Regions from separate parts of the Anser cygnoides genome. Here region 2 is linked to region 1. Evidence: chromatin contacts called from public Hi-C data. All regions are on one chromosome and are shown on one strand. Each heading gives the region's core, a stretch centred on a gene start, on an enhancer-like site or on the middle of the called end of the contact. The rest is flanking DNA. Distances are from core to core; before and after follow the strand shown. Region 1 holds the start of SRPK1 (SRSF protein kinase 1). Region 2 overlaps MAPK14 (mitogen-activated protein kinase 14).

Region 1 (3,290 bases), core at 238-2,737:
GTTACGGACGGGCACAGTTCGGGGGCATTCATTCTGCTAGTGCCAGGCTGTCTGGGGAAAGAGGGCTGGATTTGGGCTAGGGCCTGGCAAACCTTTGAGAGTGCTACCCCAGATTAGAAGAGTCAGGGAAGAAACCTAGCAGGAGGGGAGGTGCTCCTTCCCCCGCCAGTAGTATCTTGCTTCTGCAGGAGACCTCTGCGCGAGGCTCAGATTGTGACGGCACGTGGTGGTGGAAGCAAGCGTCCGAGGGTCTGCGATCCCTGTCTACGTCCTTGCTTTGCTGTGTTGCCTTCCCAATCTGGCCACGTGCCGTCTGTGAAGTCCTCACATGAAGAAACCTGGCCCCGGGCCACAGGAAGCATGGAACAGAGCAGCAGCCCCGGCAGGTGGGAGCTACACCTCGTTAGAGCCAACTGCAGCGCTCATTTAGTACAAATGTGGGGCACCACATCCCTCTGCAGGAGGAGGCTGCCAGAGTACTGAGATCCCTGCAGTTTTTGTGCTGTTTCTGTTGGGACTTCGAGGCAGGAACTTTCCTAGAGTTGCTGTAGGATACTAGTGGGGGGGACTGCATCGTGCTTGAGGTCTTGCAGCTCACCGTTACTGGGAATCCCAGTTGTGCAAAGGCTGAAAATTAGGAGTGAGCTTGTCCTTCTGTGTCGCGTTAATACCATGACATTTTGTGCTGCAGTTTCTCACTTTAAAACTCTTTGCAGGGGCTCAGAGGAACTACACGCATCATTCCCAGAGCTCGTAGCGTGTAATAAAGCAAAACCTACAAATTATGAAGAGGCCTTTTCTGCCTCCCAAAATCGCCCACGTGCGTACCTACCTTCCCTGGAAAACACTTATAACCTGATGCCAAAGGGCCCCTGCTCTCGGCCATGCTTTCAAATGCCCTGTCCTAGGCGTCGAGGACGCGCAGCGCTCGTGCTCAGGGCCCCGCTGGGTGGCCGCGACTCCCTCTGCTGGCTTCCCCGCAGCACCGGGCGGCTGCGCAGGGCCAAAACCCCTTAGTGTAGGAACCCGAGGGGATACAGCAAGCGCTCCTAACAAAGCTACGACCCTTTTATTAGGACTAAAATGGTGTTGAACAGAACGGGGCTCGGAGAAGTTCTACGGGAAACGTGTAACGCCCTGAGACAGTGGTGCCAACGCCTGCGTGCCACCAGCCCGGCCGCGCGCCCAGGGGACTGCGGCGGGGGCCCCGGCCCCAGATCCGGCCCCCAAATCCCCAAACTCGTCCCCAAAATCCCCAGATCCTGCCCCAAAACCCCCAGCTCTGCCCCTCCCCCCCCCCCCGAGCCGGCCGCCATTTCCCGCTCGTTCCCGGCGCGGGCGCGGGCACCTGGCCACGCCCCTGGCCACGCCCCTTTCCTCCAAGCCACGCCCCCTTCATTGTCCCGCCCTTTCCCATTCCCCGCCCCGTGTGCGTCACACGCGCCGCGTTACGTCACACGCGCGGCGCCCCGCCCCCTCCCCCCAGTCCCCCCCCCGCGCCATGCCGCTGCCGGAGGCGGCGCCGGCTCCCTGCGAGCCCCTCCCCGCGGCGCGCGAGCGGGGGCGGAGCCTGCAGCGAGCGAGGGGCGTGGCCTCCGCGGCTCGCTCCGCCTCCAGCAGCAGCGCCTCGGGCCGGGGGGAGGAGCCAGGAGCGGCGCTGGGCGTGGTGGCTCGGCGGCGGCGGCGGCGGCGGCGCGCGAAGCTCGGCGCGTGCGCGGCGCGGCCCGGCGTGGCGCAGGGGGAGGCGGCGGCGCGCATGCGCGGGGGGCCCACGGGGCTGCCGGCCATGGAGCGGAAAGGTGCGGGCCGGGAGGGGAGCCCCGAACCCCCCCCCCCCCCCCCCCCTCCCCGGTAACCCCTCCCGGTTCCCTGCCGGCCCCCCTCACCGCCCTCTCCTTCTCTCCCCGCAGTGCTGGCGCTGCAGGCCCGGAAGAAGCGGACCAAGGCCAAGAAGGAGAAGGCGCAGAGGAAGTGAGTGGGGGGCCCGGCCTTCCCCCCCCCCCCCCCCCCCCCGAGGTCTCCTCAGGGGGCTCCTGGGCGGGCGGGAGGGGCACGGAGCTCGCCCCCCCCAGCACCGTCTGGCGGGACCGTAACGGGGGGGAGGCCTCGGAGGGGGGGGGTCTCGGCCTCCAGGGGGGTGGGAGAGGCCGGGCCTCAAGGGGGGAGGCTCGGGTTCGGGGTGGGGGGAGGTCTCGGCTCCTCCTCACGGGGACGGGGAGGCCCCGCCGCTCCCCTACCGCTTGTGGTTCCGTTGGGGGGAGCCCCGGGGGGTAACGGAGCCGCCTGGAGCCGCTCGGAGGTCCGTGAGGGGGCTCCGAGCCCCAGCCCGGGGCTGTAGGTGCCCATTTCCCCCCCCCTCAGAGCAGCCCCATGACCGCTGGGGGTAGGCACCGGCCTCCCTTTGCTCCTTCCCCCCCCCCCCCCCCCCCCCCTTTTTAAAGTCTTATCGCAGGAGCCGAGCGCCTCGTTCGCGTCCTTCTCTAACTTTGATGCTCTCGTGCGGCTTCCTTCCCACCGCAGGAACCCTGCAGGGCCTTCTGTGCGGTGAACGGCTGGATGCAGATAGGAAAAAATTAAAGGATCTCGACTAAACGCTAAACAACGGCTTCCAGCGGGCCGCCCTAAGTGCTGCATTCAGTGCTGCTTACGGATTCCTTCCCAGTGAGCGGCGATGTAAATCCCCGAGCCCGTTCTGTAAATGCCCTTTATTTCTGTAGGAGCTCCGTACCCGCCAGCTTTTACGCTTGCTGGTGCACGAAGTGAGGCTCGGGGTGGGCGGGAGGTTCTGGGTGTCTGTCTTCAGACCCGTAGCGCTTTCTTAGTCACTTCCTCTGACAAATCCCACGTCTTTTTAGAACTTCTCGGGTTGGTTTTGTCTCCAGCAAAAGGTTCGGTTGTTCTCAGGCAGGGCTCTGAGGGGTGAAGAGCGTTACTCTCTCTCTGGGAGATGCGTGTTGTATTTCCCCACTGTTTTGTACGTTTTCTGGTATCTCTTGAAGATAACCTTAGCACAGTTTTTGAAGAGCTTCTCCTTGATCTTTGTGTCCTAATTTCCCAATGAATAATCACGTGTTTCATTTTCTTCTTGCCTACTTTCATTTTTTTTTCCTCGTCCAGCTGCAGGCAACCAATGCTGACCATGTTTGCAGTGGCAAGGACTGTTTACGTGTTAATCCTGAAGTTGTTGAATGATAGCTTCCAGTGCCGGCGTGTTTTTAATAAATAAAGAATCCTCTTTAACCGCATAGCTAGGGCAGGTCCTGTCCAGTGCTGCTGCTTGATCTTGCCAC
Region 2 (3,425 bases), core at 553-3,052, 45 kb before region 1:
AGAGGCAGCAAACGCTGCAAGTGATGACCTGCCCTGCAAACCACCCCCTCATCTGCTCAGGTCTCACCTCATGGCTGGGCATCCTGTTAATGAGATATGCAGGGGGTGTTCCCGTCAGACGCATGATCTGCTGAAGCTGGTTAATATCTTAAGTGCCTAGTCAAGGGCTTTGTTAAAAACAGTGCAAAAACCATTTTAAACAGAAAACAGCTGCATACAAAGCATCTCTTCTGCCAATCACAAGGCACATGCCAAACAGGCAGGGTCTACTGTTTTTTTTTCCCCATCAAATACTTGTGAAAGTTTAGCAATTGCACCAGTGAACACTTAAAACAATGGAGAATTATTAAGTTGGTAACAGCGTCAATACAGAAAGGAGTATTTCTGTCTGCCATAAGTAGCATTACACTACAACATGGTTGCTTTCACATTTCCCAGCAGTTTTAAGCCACTGGAGTAGACATTTTATTTGGATGAATCTACTCCTCAAAAATTTTCCTAGGCTGCTGCAGCTACATAAAGCCTCAGGAAAACGAAATTAGAGAACAGAATTAGAACAGAAACAAAAATCATATCCTCCGCACTAGTTACCAGCTTTTTTCTTCCTGCATAGAAAGTATTTAAGTTCCTTGTGGTGCAAAGTGAAATCAGCTTACAACTAACACCTCCTTCTAAACAGCTTTGAATGCACTTTGATATGTGGGCGAAGTGACAGAAGGCAATAAGTGCAAAATTAGCAAAACATTAGCATTGCATAAGACATAAGAGTTAGCTGATGCCAGTGAACAGGACAGAGAAAGTAAGAGGATACCAAAGTAATGCAGCAGAAAAACAAATACAGAATTTCTTACAGTGACACATTTAAGGCCCTCAAATAGTTTTGCTATCTCTGTACAATGGAAAAATTTAGTAGAGACAATACTTTATTGCATTTTTAAAAAACGCTCTTGATTTGAACCTGGCTAAGATCAATTATTCTTTTTATTGCACGATACTAAAGAAAAAAGATCGTTTAAATCTTACGCATACAAACTAATCTTTTGCTTAACCTAGCCAACCTTTAAAGCTTGTCTCTCTCACTAATCTGCTGTACTTCAAATACCAGCCTACCCTTCCTCAGAGTCCCAAAAGGTCAGCTCGCAGGCAGCCCCAGTGACCTGCGTTAATCATTTCTACCATTCCAAGAGACGCCCCTGGATGTTTGAAGTTGGTGTGATATTCGGTCAATCTACCAATCCGTTCCAACCTGCGCTACTTCTACCTTCCTGAAATGTAATTCAAGGCTAACCTCACATTTACCATAAGTGTTACACGAGAAAGAACATGAGGTGCAGCACAAAATTATCTTACTGCTCTCCACCACGCTGACCCTGTTGCTTAACAGAAACAGCAGCGAGCGACTTGCTGAAGTACGTCCTCAGTTACCTGTAAACGAGTTCATTGCCCACTACAGATTGACTCATTAATCTGTGCTGTTACGCCATCCTTTGCTCTGCCTTTTCTGCACTTTACTTTCAGTAACAGGTAAAAAACGAATGCCATTTAAAACTGTCTTTGCAGAAGTTCACAATCCAAGATTAAAACAATGAGGACATGGCAATATGGCTGGAAGTAGATGTTGCCCTTTAAAAAGGAGACTGTAGAAAGCTTTTTGTGATTATCTTGACAAAAGGGCCCCATACACGTAAAAGCACCTAAAAGGCATTTTAGCTCTTATGCTACAAAAGCCTGAGATGGTTGCAGCAGTGTTTCAGGAATTAACCATACTACAGAAGGGACTGTGCGTGTCTAGAAGGTAACACTTGCTCTTGTTCAGTTTCCCTCCCCAGAAAGATCCTTGGGTAGGCAATCTGGAGAAATAATAATTGAGACAAGCCTCAAGTTCTTAGCTGTGAAAAATACTTTCCCAGCAGCATCTGATCATACAATATATCACAAAGTATAAACCCACAAACTGGAAAAAAAAAAGTCACGAAGCAGTAAAAACAGAATATGGAATGAAGAAATCATACCACAGGCAGAGTTAACAGAAATAAAGATCAGATACACACAGCATATGAACTCAAAGCCATCCAAGAGTGAAGAATGACAAAAGAAAAATACAAAAAGAAATCTCAACATATACTACTGACAGACTACAGGAGGGCAACACACAAACTTGGGACTTCCGAAAGGGCAGATATTACAATCAAAGTGTAAACTCACAGACTCTGAGGAGATTTTCTTCAAAAGCTCAGGCCCTGGGGTTCCAACGAGTCTCAAAATGAGCTTCAACTGATCAATATCTAATGATGGACCATAAAGGAAAATGCTGGGACAAATCAAAATGAAAAGCGCGCAAAATATCAGCCTATTAATGTTGAAAGTTAATGCCTGCCAAGGCCTCAACTGAAAAGCTATTTTAAGCAAACTGTATTCATTCTTCTCGAACAAAATTGCATACCCACTTATTACACAGCTCCATCTGTATTAGACAGATTGAACAACTCGACTAGCAATGCACCACATGCATCGAGCTGGTCACTGCATCCCTACCCATCGCGGAGCACAAGCCCAAGCTTTTTGCCCCACTGGCAAAGGATGGCTTTACATGCTCACTTCACCCTGTTAGCCCCACACCAAAGTAGAAGCAGTCAGCAGGATTAGGCTGGATTAGTAACAGACAAAGCAGAAGACTGAAAAGTGTAAGCACTAGTATTAAGAAAGTCGAGGCCTTTTGTGAACACCTTATAAGATAATTCAGCCACGCAGAAAATTTGAGAGTTAAGAACGTGACTGGACCCTGCTCACCACCTACAGCTTTGCTGCGGTAGGGATTTTTGGCATCCCGGACCCCTTCCTCGCACCCACAGCAGCCGCTGGAGGATGGGGCTCTGCGGCCGGCAGAGGGTGCTGGCTCCCTCCAGCTGCTGCAGGGCAGGAGGCGAGAAGCACCCGAAGGACAAGGTAGGCTCAGATCTAAGACCTCTCCTCTAGAAAGCTCTTGGGTCACAGCACTGCAGATGCAAAGAGTGTTTTAATCCAGGAAACAGCCTCCACAAGGCCACTTACCATTCTGAGCTGCCCTCTTAAATAGGCAGAAAAAAAAAAAAATCAGTATTTGGGATATGTGACAAAACACACACTCGATGAAAAAAACATTAAAGACAGTTATGTGTCTAAAACCCCAGATAGTAAGGAGGTATCTTTTTAAAGTCATTAAAAGAATAATCTCCCTTCTTCTCCAAGTTATCCTCCGTGCTGTCCTTCAAACCCCACTGGTGATTCCAGACTGTCCGTAATGTTTATATTTGCCCTCAAAAGCCTATCAAGCTAGTTACAAATTTTCCTTTCAATAAAAGCAGTCTATATACTAATGTTTTCTTCTGGGATTAATGTCTTCCTGATGTTTGCAGATGCAGTTACAATTCCTTCTGAGAACATCT

The links. A called contact is a pair of places that touch in the nucleus more often than the background predicts.
Region 2: a contact with region 1 is called in a Hi-C map of liver, with 12 times the contacts expected there. The contact joins the enhancer-like site here to the promoter of SRPK1 in region 1. A contact is called at or near these places in 3 of 7 Hi-C or Micro-C datasets (all in liver).

The regions. Positions count from the first base shown.
Region 1 is chr25:1,897,337-1,900,626 of Taihu_goose_T2T_genome, reverse strand. SRPK1 (SRSF protein kinase 1) reads left to right here and starts at 1,487. Exons shown (of 16, transcript XM_066983105.1): 1 at 1,487-1,799; 2 at 1,911-1,971. The coding sequence starts at 1,502.
Region 2 is chr25:1,942,523-1,945,947 of Taihu_goose_T2T_genome, reverse strand. It overlaps MAPK14 (mitogen-activated protein kinase 14), which reads right to left. Exons shown (of 11, transcript XM_066983143.1): 8 at 2,206-2,285. It overlaps LOC136786946 (a long non-coding RNA gene), which reads left to right. Exons shown (of 2, transcript XR_010826589.1): 2 at 1-2,337. Among named protein-coding and RNA genes, the nearest start is that of MAPK13, 5.7 kb to the left of the region's middle. Within about 2 kb of position 1,802, at least 1 of the 3 cell types and tissues checked has open chromatin away from gene starts, as enhancers often do. A contact at or near this core is called in liver, where this site is marked.